Regions from separate parts of the Rattus norvegicus genome. Here region 1 is linked to region 2. A link is a contact called in public Hi-C data. All regions are on one chromosome and are shown on one strand. Each heading gives the region's core, a stretch centred on a gene start, on an enhancer-like site or on the middle of the called end of the contact. The rest is flanking DNA. Distances are from core to core; before and after follow the strand shown. Region 1 holds the start of Zeb2-as1 (ZEB2 antisense RNA 1). Region 2 overlaps Arhgap15 (Rho GTPase activating protein 15).

What was found. A called contact is a pair of places that touch in the nucleus more often than the background predicts.
Region 1: a contact with region 2 is called in a Hi-C map of the A7r5 cell line, with 12 times the contacts expected there. The contact joins the promoter of Zeb2-as1 here to the enhancer-like site in region 2. A contact is called at or near these places in 3 of 12 Hi-C or Micro-C datasets (the A7r5 cell line, Schwann cells and psoas muscle) and 1 of 1 datasets of contacts at active chromatin or transcription factors (oligodendrocytes).

Annotation. Positions count from the first base shown.
Region 1 is chr3:49,750,622-49,757,469 of GRCr8, reverse strand. Zeb2-as1 (ZEB2 antisense RNA 1) reads right to left here and starts at 4,968. Exons shown (of 3, transcript NR_132636.2): 1 at 4,805-4,968; 2 at 3,156-3,306; 3 at 2,091-3,050. Zeb2 (zinc finger E-box binding homeobox 2) reads left to right here and starts at 3,147. Exons shown (of 10, transcript NM_001033701.2): 1 at 3,147-3,326; 2 at 5,937-6,078. The coding sequence starts at 6,006.
Region 2 is chr3:48,739,075-48,745,017 of GRCr8, reverse strand. The region is part of intron 8 of Arhgap15 (Rho GTPase activating protein 15); the gene reads right to left. Among named protein-coding and RNA genes, the nearest start is that of Arhgap15, 340 kb to the right of the region's middle. Within about 2 kb of position 3,452, at least 29 of the 93 cell types and tissues checked have an H3K27ac peak or open chromatin away from gene starts, as enhancers often do. A contact at or near this core is called in the A7r5 cell line and Schwann cells, where this site is marked.

The DNA.
Region 1 (6,848 bases), core at 3,719-6,218, 1.0 Mb before region 2:
TTTTAATCCCCTTCGCCTGCGCTAATCTCGAAGTGGATTATTAACGGGAAAACAGTCCAAAAAGGAGCTAGTCCCCCTTCGCTGGACTTGTTTTGCTGCGTGTGGAGCCTCAGAGCCGTCCCTGGTCCCCTCTGGACTTTTCATCCTGCGCTCCTGTATTATGTGGATCCCACGGTCCCCATTGTCCCTGACCTGGCCCTGGAACTGAGGGAGTGTTCCGAACAAATTTATATTCCAGCTTCCTCTGATCCCACTGCCTCTGCGACGGTGGGAACACTCTCGGTCAGAAGCTTGGGGAGGGGCGTGTCACGCAAGGGCAGTGGGCAACCTAGCCCCGCTCTCAGCCCTCGCGATCTTTCCTGTACCACCACCCAAACGTCCACCTTCATGTGAACCTAGAAAATTGAAGTTGATTTTGTTTTGGTTTGATCTGTTTTTTTTTTTTTCATACTAATATATGAGAAAACATGTCGAAACTCAGTGCTAACTATTGGGGGCCGCCTCCTGGCACTGGAGCGATGACTGAGTCTAAGGTAATCAGATAATTAGGTGTTTTTAATTGAAATAGTTAATGGCCTACTTTGTCAGATCTGAAATAAGGAGACATGTTACATCCATGATAAAGACAGAGGTTTGTTAGCTGTTTGTTCGACTTGCCATATAGTCACATTGTGCCTTTGCACTGATGTGTCTAGGCTAAAAATGTCCAGGGGCTACCTGGGTGCCTGCAGAAGGGTCTTGTCAGTAGTCACTCGGTAAAACAGGCTCCTTTTTCCTCCAAGGGAGGCTTAATGGCACACTCTGGAAGAAAGCTGGTCTCTGATTTTTTTTTTTTTTTTTTAAGGAAAGAGGCGGAAGGAAAAAGGATATGAACAGCAGTGATAAATCTTATAGGAGGAAACTTGATACGTCTTACATATATTTAGTACAGATACAAGATAGTATGAGAAATGTAGAATGTGGCACGTATGTGTCTGACCCATGTTGAAATCTCTTTCTTTACTAATAATTTTTCGACTGCAAATCTCTACAGCCTATAGATCATCAATAGGTTCTCTATCTGTGATGGGGAGCAGTGGAGAAATTAATTTATCCAATCCTTCCCATTGGAAATGCTCAAATTAGGTAAGAGGAGAGTGTGTAACCAACTGTGAAAATCCGCTTTCTTGCACCCTAGAATGAAATCTAGCTGTGGTCATGCTGGGTGGCTATTACCCTCCCCCCACCACCACCACTGAAAAATAAACATGCAAAATACAAAGCCCTGTAGCTCTGGGAGGGTGGATGTGGCAGCCCCTGTGGTGGCTTTCCCCTCCTTTGAGTGCAATCGCCAGTGACTCTTGCATTCAAAGTCTTGCTGTAGGCACACATTCAAAGCACAGTTCAAAGCAGTTTATCTTAATATGAGTAAAAGTCTAGTGTTGGATCAGGGTATTATTTGTTTCAGGTTTCTTCGGACTGAAAACAGGGGACTAGGACATATGTGACAGTATTAAAGCAGAAAAGCTGATATGAGGCAGCTGTTTGGCCCTATCCAAACATTCCACCTTTTCCCTTACACGGGAGTCTGCAGGCTGTGGGACTGGGCATTTATCTGTGCTCTCAGGTTCTTAAATACTTTCACTATTTCAAATAATTGGGGGAGGGTCTCCTAGTATGTTAAGAAATTAAGCCTTAACTGTTGAGGCAAAACAGTTTCTTCCTTCCCCTAGAAAGACAGAGCATCCTCAAATTTGGCTGTCTTTATTTACTTCTATATTAGCTCCAATTATGTGCAGTGTAAACCAGCTTTTTGATTAACAAAACAGCAGAGCATTGGTTAAGAACACTTAAACTTCAAAAAAAAATTCCCCTGGGAAGTGGGCTCTGAATTGGTTAATAATGTGCAATACTTGCTAAATTGCTGACTTCCAGATGTGGAAAATATCTTTCTTGTTTAGGACCTATGTAACCTGATTGGATTACGACAGAAGCGTCACGTTGGAAGCTTTTGAGTGATTATTTAATTAACCATACAGTAGAAAGCTGTATTCTCCAGGAAATCCCTTCCATATTTGCATAACCAATCCCTTCAGAGCAAAGGTGGAGTCTTTTCTTTTTAATTTTACTTTAATTGCAATATCAAAAAATATGCACTTCAAAACTTAGACCCCACACAGTTTAATGTCACCATCTTCTTTCTTTAGTCCTAAGCTCCTCTAGCCTTTCTCCTTCCTCCTCCTGTCCCCAACCCCTGACTTAGTAGTGTGGTCTGCATGACATGTAGAGAGATCCAAAGGTTAGCCAACATAGTGAACTTCTGTGTTAATCTAGAGACCCTTTATTAAAATGCCAAAGTACTTTTAATATAGGGATCCAATCCAGAAGCCCCCCCTCTCCACACGCTCGCGCGCGCGCGCACACACACACACACACACAGAGAGAGAGAGAGAGAGAGAGAGAGAGATCCTAAGTTGCAGTGCATAAGTACTATTTTCCTCCCCTAGCTCTGGCATCTTTAAAATAATAATAATAATAATAATAATAATAATAATAATAATAATAATAATAATAATAATAGAAGGGCAAGAATTTAGTTCCCAAAAAAAAAAACGGTGCTTGAGATATCCATACAACTTGATGAGCACCTCAAGCCTAGTCACCAGAGATATCTGTGTAAGAAAAGAGATCTGCATGGAAGATCCAAGATCTTTCCCTTTAACTTTCGCCCCTCGGAGTTCTCCAGTTCTGTGAATGGTGTGCACCGTTTTCCGCCCAGTACTCTGAAGGATTTAGTGATGAGGATAATGATGCCAAAGACTTGACGGGGGGGGGGGGTTGGGGGGGCGTGGAGAAGGGAGGGAGGGAGGGAGAGAGGAAGGGAGGGAGGTGGAATTTCATTTCTTCCACTAAAGCGTTTGCGGAGACTTCAAGGTATAATCTATCCCAGATCCTTTCCCAGAGAGAAACTTGGCGATCACGTTTTCACATGATGCTCACGCTCAGGGCGCTTCAATTATCCCTCCCCACAAAGATAGGTGGCGCGTGTTTCAGGGTCTCTCTTCTCTCCCCTACAGAAAAGAAAAAGAAAAAAATGTCATTAGAAGAGGCGTAACACGTCAGTCCGTCCCCAGGTTTGTGTTTCCTGGAGTGGCCGAAAAGAGATCAGTTCTAACCTGCTCGGCAGGAATAACGGTCCTGCCTCCCGACACTCTTGGCGAGGTTTTGTTCAGTTTGCTCCGGGAGCTGTTTCTTCGCCTCCACCTTTTTCTCCCCCACACTTCGCGGCTTCTTCATGCTTTTTCTTCTCACCATTTCTGGCCAAAACTACAAACAAGACTTCGCAGGTAGGTCCCCCCCCCCCTTCTTTTCCTCCTCTTTTTATCCTTTTTTGGTGTGCTTGTCCCCCATCCTCCCTCTCTAATTTTCTCATTTCGAGTGGGGATGTTAGTCTGAAGAGAGCCGGGTGTCTGTGGACAGGAATTTCAGGTGGTTTTAGCTCCTCGGTGGCAGACTTTTCCCAAGAGTGGCTTCTTTGCTTTCTCTTGCTTTCCTTTAGTCTCTCTTTCCTTCCCTCTCCCTTTCCCCACCTCCCCCAGTAATTTGCTCTGTACCTGTCCATTCAGGTAACCAAAGGTGTTTTTTGCTACATAGTCTAGGAAAAGTTTTGCTGAGAACTGTATGGCTGGGGTAAAAAAACTCATCAAGTGGAGAGCTTCTGCTTTGTTCTCACACCGACTTCCAATTCATTATATCCAGCAATTAAAACTTGGCAAATACCTGTTAATAATTATAAAACTTATTCGAGAAAGACCTACCAAATTCGGGAGCAAGTCCTTCTCTTAGACATGGTAGTCTAATCTTTCCCACCGGAGAAGGCTGTTTTCTAAGCAGAAACTTGACTGTTTTTGTCTGCCTAGCGAGTTTCATTTCTTTATTTCATTCTTTGTGTGTGTGTGTGTGTGTGTGTGTGTGTGTGTGTGTGTGTGAAGTAACACCTCACTTCTGTGATTATAAATAAAGAAGTGAAAGTTCTCTTGGAACTTGAGTCGTTTACCAAAGTGAATTGGGGGGGGGGTCCACTACAGCTGGGAAGAAAACTGCTGTCAGGATAATAGGGTTAAAATTAGGGTAACTTTTGAAATTATATTTTAAATGACCAAGTAATATACACATGGATTTTTTTTATGGAACCTCTCTCTCTCTCTCTCTCTCTCTCTCTCTCTCTCTCTCTCTCTCTCTCTCTCTCTCTCTCTCTCACACACACACACACACTCACACACACACCCTTCCAGACTTTGAGACTGAAAAGTTGGAGTTCAGGAGTCACAGACATAGTGGTGAGCTCAGCTAACATAAATGTGTTTATCTCCCACCTACTTACGTGTTTCCCATGCTACCCCTCTAACGAGGAGGGCAAGAGTGCTTGTTCCAGAAATTAAGACTAACATTCACAAATAAAGTTTACAGCATAAATGCCATGTCTTTCCCTCACACACATACTGGCTCATAAAGCTAGCAACTTATTTTATTAAATATATATTTTATATGCAGTGGCGTGTAAGTCTCAGCAGAAATCAGACAGGCCAGCTGTTTCATCCCACAGACTTGTGTGACCATTTCTTTATTCCAGGATCCCCCCCCCGCAAAAAAAAAAATTCGAATTAATAGGACAGACAAGAAATGATTTCTTTTTAAATGTGTCAAACTTGAAATCTACCCTGTATGCCTAGGTAAATTTAAAGTGCTTTCTACAACACCCACTTCCCCTTCTCTCTGCCCCCCTTCACCCCCGCTCAGCAAATGTGCGGAAACTGATACTCACTTTCCAGGTTTTCCGCAAAGCTTGTGGCACCGGAGACAATAGGTGCAGGGTGTAGGGACTGGGCGTGCTGGGCGGCAGAGAAAGGGTTAATGGCCCTTGTGTTACAGTTTGCATCTGTTACATCTTTTATAGCCCGCTGTTTAAACTAATCCTCGAGGCACAGCATCTTCCCACCCCGCGGAGTTTCAGGGCTCTCCTCTTCTCCGGCCTGCCTCCGAGGTTCCCCTTCTCCAAGTTTTGACAGTTTGAGCTCAAAGAATGCAGCGCCTCCCTCGATTTTTAGGTACAAAAGTTTCGAAGCCAGAGAGGACAAGATCCTTTAGAACAACTTAAATAGTGGTCACGGACTTTCTCTTTCCTTTCTTGAGAGGGAAAAAAAAATCTACTGGAAGAATTTAAGGAAATCAGTGTGGGGAAACGTGTGTGTGTGTGTTTGGGGGGGGGGGGGCTTAAGTAAATATTGTCCAAGTGGTGAGGTTGGGGGAGGAACAATGTCCAGAGAGGCTTATAATTATATTTCTTTTGCCGGGTAAAATGGGAAATCTTAATTTGGGGGCGGAGGGTGTAGGGAAAGAGACAGTGCCTCGATAAACTCCAAAGGGGAGGGGAGGGGTCGCGGGGCGAGTGGGCTTCCTGTAATTACTATTATCAATTTACCCGAGTGTGCTTCATCCAAGGGCTGTTTTGCGTTGTTTGTTACTTTTTTTCCCTCTTGGGAATGGGGGGTCGGAGGAGGGATGAGAAAAGATGAGAGCGAAAGACCCCCTCTCCAAGTTCCCGAGCCCGGCTGAGGACTTTTCGGAGGAAGGGGTCCGCCTAGCCTTGAGTCAAGCAGTCTTACTGTACCGCTGTGTGCATTCCCTCATACGGTCAGGAGTTATGACTCATTTTGAAGATGTAATTCTTGTCTCTGATCCCCTCGCGAGTGCAACACACCAAACAGTAACAACACAAAGCGCCTCGGGGCCAAGGCTGGGGGTGGGGGGCGGGGAGGGGGCCGCCGAAGTTTCGCTTTGGCGCTGGGGGCGCGGATGGGTGCTCACCCGGGCCCTGGCCCGGATCCCCTGGGCGGCCCGCGCGCGTTTCAATGGGCGCGGACGATGCCCACATTGTCGCTGTGTTTGGTTGCTAGATCGAGCCTGCGTGCTGCCGAAGCAGGGCGCCGAGTCCATGCGAACTGCCATCTGATCCGCTCTTATCAATGAAGCAGCCGATCATGGCGGATGGCCCCCGGTGCAAGAGGCGCAAACAAGCCAATCCCAGGAGGAAAAACGGTAAGAAGAGGCCCGAACCAAACTTTTCCGGGCCACTCGGCGGCCCGAGACCAGGGGAAAGGGGGGGACAGGGAGAAGGAAGCCTGTGGCGGCGCCTGGGGCTCGCGGGCGAGCCTCCCTCGGCGGCCAGCGCCGGAGCCCCACGCGCGGCCGCTGTACCGGGGGGGAGTTAAGCAAGTGCGGGGCCAAGTGAGCGCCGGGCGCCGGGAGGGGGGGCTCCGAGCGCTACCGATCGGACCTGCGCCCCACTCCGCGGCCCCGGCACCCCCGCTGCCTCCGCCCGCTCTGCTTCCCGGCCCGCAGGTCGCCGGCCCCGCGGTTGGAGCGGCCGGCGAGGGCAGGGCGGGGGCTCCGGCGCTCGGGCGCGCTGGACCTCGGGGCGCGGGCTAGCGAGGGTGGCAGGAGGGCGGCGAGAGCATGGGAGGGGACCCGAGGCTGCTTCTCCGCCAGCCTCAAAGTTTCTTGCTGGAGTCGCCGGGCCGCCTCTCTGTGCGCCAAGTAACGGTCCGCGGGCAGCGGGCCCTGGCCAGACGCGGGGAACCGGGGAGTAGGAGGGACTGGCCGGGAGCTGCGGGCTGGGGACCCGGCTTCTCTGCAGCAGGCTCCGGCCCCGCTCCGGGCCAGAGAGTGGGGCGAACAGAGACTTTTCCCGGTAGTTGCTCCTCTACGGCCGGGAGGAACCCGGGAGGAGCCCGTTATTCCAGGCTGAGTCAGGAAGGAGGAAAGAGATGGGGGTGAGAGGGAACACGCAGACCAGAGGTGGCAGATTA
Region 2 (5,943 bases), core at 2,203-4,702:
AGCCATTCTTGTTATCCTAGTATATTTATTACTAGGATAATGACCAATGATTTTGGAGTACTTGTTACATGCCAAGGAATTTTTTAAGAAAAGTGTGTCATATTTAATCGTTATAACTTTCCAGTGTGGTAGGTTTTATCCTGTTGACTGTTCATTCTTCTTTTAGAATCTGAAGTTCTGAGAGTTACATTATGTAACAGGTGAGGAACAGAGCCAGAATACAGTGAGTTCTAAACCAGTGTCCCCACTTTCCAGCATATTACTCGATATCTAAATGACATAAAAATGTCAGTATTCCTTTTTTTCCCTTTATTCAGTACTTCCAATATAAAATTGTCAATGGTCCACTTTGTAGGAACTGTTACAGATCCCAGAGCAGGGTAGTGTGTATTACTGCAGGCCTGAGAGGCACGTGGACGGCCATAGGTGAGATGACTGACGACTGACTCATGGGACAGCAAATGAGCTAATGGAAGGTTGATCTAGGCACTGCCAATCTTAACCATTGAGGATGGCCTGCGGTGGTGTAATCACTCTGACAATGGAAGCAGCGTGTAGCAGAAAGGCTCCACACTCATAAGAGAATCACTTAACTATTTGCCCAGCAGCTGTATGGGGCAAGAAAATACTGAATACCATGAAGGAGATGTAGATGAAGACCGGGGTTCCTTTACAGCAAGAGTAGCCATCAATCTCACCTGATTTCTCAGCTCTAGTCTACATGTTACACATGGTTTTCCCAAGACTGACATATTTACACACTTAACCAACAGTGTTGGGAAACACATCCCCTTTGCAACCTCAACATTCTTCTCTAACTCTTGTCAGGATATCTCGCTTTTCTCTCTGTCCAATCACAGAGATGTGATTTACTTTATCCATGATCGCTTTGCGGGAGGAGTTTTTGAGTTACAGAAAGCACTTAATGGGAAAGAATGTAAGAACTGTAATAGCTTTTTTCCCAATTGTTGACATTCTTTCTTTAAACAACAACAACCAATTGTGACCCTTTCTCTCTCTTTAGAATACTGTAACATTTCGACAGGTCATGTAACATGGCGTATTTATTTAAACCCTGCAAGAGTTCTGCATCTCCATGTCTTTCTTTGTTAAATGAGATTAATAATATCTACAACAGACTGCTGTGCAGGGGAAATGTCCTGCTCCATGAGAAGTAGAAATCAGAACAGGAAGTGTGTGTTAAGCATTCCATCTAGGCTAGCAATCGTTACTCTTAACGATTGTCCAAAGCAGTCAGCCCTGTGCCCATAATCAGCATTAAGCCCAACAGGGGTAAAACTCCCCCTCTTCATCCTTCAGCCAAGCACCAAATATCAGCAGTTACTAAGCATTCACTATCTATCTAATATCATTAGAACTTACTCTTGGCTGCTACATCTTTATGTACACATTTATCTATGTATACGCCCATGTATTTTTATGTACAGGAGTATTTGTTTGTATACCTTTAAAACAAACTGTCCTTTACCACCCAATTAAAGAAACATCTTGCATGCAACTCCCAGAGTTACCTGTGATTAATATCTGCCAGGTAGACTGGATTTTCAAGACGTCGAGCATGTGTTAAAACGATTGTGTTCCGAAGCACTATCTGTTAAAGACTTTCTGAACTGTGACAGGGGATATTGACAGTGCTTGTCAGACTAAACCACTATTGATTGGCTCACATCATGTGTATAGCAAAACCAATTTCTTTCAAGTGCCTCTTTCTAACCAAAATACATTATTGCAGCCTTCCTCTCTGTTTATTACAAAACCCAAGCTCATCGTATGAAGCACATCCAGCAAAAGGCTTTCCCGACAAGCGAGGCAGCAGACACAGCACAGAGAAGTGAAGGCACTTAGTAATCCAAACACTCATGCATTGCAAGTTGCTATTCGTTTTGAAAATATTGATTCCTTGCAGTCTTTGTTTTCATTTTACAATCCCCGTGAATAGGGAACAATCATAGGACTAAGAGTGCTTTGCTGTTATTTACTGCTCTGTGGCTCTCACGGTCTCTCCTACTGAAAGAAACTATTCCAAGCATTGTGTATATGTTAAACTTGTGGGAAAGAACGTGTTTATGTTTGGAGGTCTCTGCTCCCCTGCTGATAAACACACATAGCCCTAAACACTCAAGTGCGAGTATGTGCATGCGCTCTCGCGCGCGCGTGCGTGCACACACACACACACACACACACACAGAGAGAGAGAGAGAGAGAGAGAGAGAGAGAGAGAGAGAGAGAGAGAGAGAGGAGGGGGAGGAATATGTGTGTGAGTCTTTTCCCAAACTTTAGGCTATTTTCTTTACTTAGTGATTTAGGCCATCTTTGGACATGTGCTACATGTTGTACAGTTTTGCTGTGAACTTGAATTTGCATTGTACCTCTTCCCCCAGGAGAGAACATTTCTTGTGGAAACAATACTGTTCTGTAGCAAAACTCAGTTCTCATAATACCCCTGTGAATGGGGAAAATTCCATCTTTTTTTTTCCTTTACTAGAACATAGAATCATTTAAAAAAAATCCCCAAATGACTTATCCATAAGCAGGGTCTGATGCCAGCATGTCTCTGCGGAGTATAAAAGAGTGACCCCAACCCAAAGACCTTTCAGTATCAGTTTTACCAGGTAAGCAACGGCTGGGGAAAACCAAGCCGGCCATTCCTAAGTTTCTAGGATAATTCTCAGAGTATTTTCCAAATTGCTGTCCCTGTATGACTTAACTCCGATGATGAAAACAGCATAGACTTTCACTAACCCTGCAAACACTTTAATTAATCTGGTCGGCTGCCGCCAGCTTTTCTCCTAGCCAAATGTGCCTAGAGATTATAGAAAACACACACACCCCTAGACGACCAACAAATTCTAGTCTAAAACCATCTTTCAAAAAGCCCCTTCTTGGAAAGCCACCGAGTTCCCGGGCCCAGTTTGCACATTCTGGATGGGATCTGGGCTGAGATAAGAATTCTTTATGTCTTGCCTGCAGCTCCAGACCATGTTGTAGGGCAATGGCCGCTCTGCCCTGCCTCCTTCACCCTTCCAGGTGGCCTTCTCACCCCCACATTCCCGAGCGCTGAGACCGGCGCCTGGCCTGGGTTTGCTCTCTTGGCTGGCTCGTCCTGCCTGTGCAATGACTGTAAGCGTGGCAACCTCCCGTGTCTGCTTGGTGATATCAGGGATGGGAAAATGTCAGGCCAGACACAGCCTCTCAGAAAGAAGTGTTTGGGGGGACAGAACCCTCTATTATTTGAAGAATTATTTTGACATAAGCGTCAAGCTATTTGCTCCAAAATGTGCGTGCAAAGCACTGTTGCCCACCCCCACAGGAAGTGTATTGAAAATGCATGCGAAGGGTGCGTCGGGCATATCTGAGGACACAGTGTGTAGTCTACCGCTAAGTGATCAGGGATAGCAGCATAGTTTGTCCTTACAAATGCTGACAGACAGCTGCAGTTTGCAGCTGGCAGGGAGCTTACGCTCGCTAAACAAAGATCTAGCCGGAGCCTGGTGAATACTTGGCTGTAGCGTAGTCATCATAATTCATAACATACATTTCTAAAGGAGAATTCAGAACCTAAGAAAGAGCCCAGAAAGACTCCTGTCATTTTGTTGCTTGCTGTGATCCAGATGCATGTTGCTTTGGGGCTATTTTGAAACCCCTCAGGGTCCTGTAGAGAGAGACCTGGGTCACCAGACCTGTCCCAAGTTAAACTCCTACCACTCTTTCAGGTTCCCACAGCAAAGGTTACACCAAATATTCTATTTGTTTTTTTTTTCCAAAAAGAGTCAATTCTCTCTCTCGCTCTCTCGCTCTCTTGCTCTTGCTCTCCAACTTCTCCTCTTTCCCTCTCCCCTACCCTCTTTCTTTGATTTTTAAAAACACCAGAAAATCAGAAAACCTCATTATTTTGGGCACAGTTCAGGTTGATGTCTCAGAAACATGAAATATTAAATCTGGGGGAAAAAACTGAAAAGAACAAAGTGTAAGTGTCCCCAGTTTTGGGGATGAGGAAAGACTCAATTGTGAAGTCACTTGCCCAAGGCAACAAAGGAAGAAACGGAGCAAAGCTGGAATCCAAACTTCTTAACCATCATTTCTGGTTCCTTTGTCAGCACCTCCTTTTGCCTCTTTAATCCCAGATTGACTTTATTAGAAAAATTGTTCTTAAATCCAGAAGAATGTTCAAGGGAGCCTTTTCGGCTGCTTGAGGCGCCCACTGCTGGCCCAGTGCTTCCAGTGACTGGGATTTAACTCCAAATGCAACAAATGCCATCAATTGTTTTATTCTCTGTATTCACAATTGGAGAGTTTTGAATATAATATGGAAATATATTGAAATTTATATGCATAATTATGCATAATAATATGAAAAATACATGCCCAAGGGGGGATTACAGTAGCCTTTCTTTGACATGCAATGATGCTAAGTGTTTGGCTGTGATTCTTTTCTCCAACTTTTTGGTAACCTGAAATCTGCAATAGATTATTCTTATTATTTGGGGTTTTCAGCCTTCCCTTTCCCTGGGGGACAGAGAGCTGTGTTGCCGAATGCCAGGACACCCCTCCAGATGCAGATGTCACCGAGAAGGGCTGCGTGGATATCCTTTCCATGTGTTTCTGCCTAAGCTGGGAGGGAATGGAGAGGATTGAGCTGCGGATGGGAAAATGTGCCGCGCCAAGTCCCAACCTCTCTGAAATTCCAGCTTTTGGACGTGAACAGGCCGTGATTGTGGTCCATCACAAGCTTGTTCGCTCTTGACAAAATGAAACTTATGGTCCCGAGGAAAAGAAAAAAAAAACCTTCTTGAGACATTAAGTGCCTCTTATATAAAATAACACAGCGATGGCTCAAGACCTGAGGAGTTAGAAATGTGCAGATTGAATGACTTTAAAATACACATAGGTTTCGAACCAAAAGAAAAATGCACTTAAGAAGAAAGTATTTTGACTTATTTCTAAAATATGGCTGGAAACATTAAGCAAACTTAAAATGAAGCTGCACCACATTCTCATTTTGACTTAAAGATCTACTTTAAATAACGCAACAGATGTAGTCATCAGCGTGGATTCCTAACACGGACATTATGAATGGCGAGGAAGACAGGGTGAGTCTTGGGTAATAAAAGAACTACTGTTATTGCTAGTCCTTAATCCCTCAAACTCTCAAAGTAGAGGCAAAGGAGTACAAGAGATTTATTCTGGCAGGGTCCTACTCCCATCCCAGGTTTTTGTAGCAGTGAGAAATACCCATCAAGAAATACCTCCCCCAGTTAGCCAACGAAGTACAAGTTTAGCTGTTTGCACTCTACGGCACAGATGAAAAATTAAAAAGCCACCTGTGTGAGAAGCAGTCCCAGTCACAGACAGGTGCTGTCTCACAAGGAAAGTAGGGCCAGAGCTGGGTATCATGGGTGGCCCTTGCAAAGGAAAACATGTGAATTGCTGTATTGTAAGGAAATGGTCAGCTGAGAATTGTTCTAGGTCACCTGGCAGTTTGGCGGAAATATTTCTTCCGCCAGGTTTGTTGCTATGTAAAATAAGCTGCCCTTGGAATACTATTGCAGTTGAGGCAGAGTGGGGTGAGAGGGTTTTCTCCCACTGCAGTTGAGAGTTTAATGGCACTCTCCACACTCCCATCATGCCTGGATCATAGTTTGTGCTTATTGGAAAAACAACCTAGGCCTGATGTGTAGAAGAGAGCACATAGCTCTTTGTTTTGGGATCTGGCTTTGAATTCTGATTCTGTCACCAGGGCAGTGCATGGATCAGTGTCCCTGGATTCCAATGTCTTCATCAGCATAATGGGGGGGGATCTTGGTGCTGTATTGCAATGAATGAATATGTTACCCATGATAACGTCGTATATGGTAGACACGAGGAAAACAATGTCAAATCCTATTCCTTCATTCTTTGTCATTGTCATTATTAACATCCAGC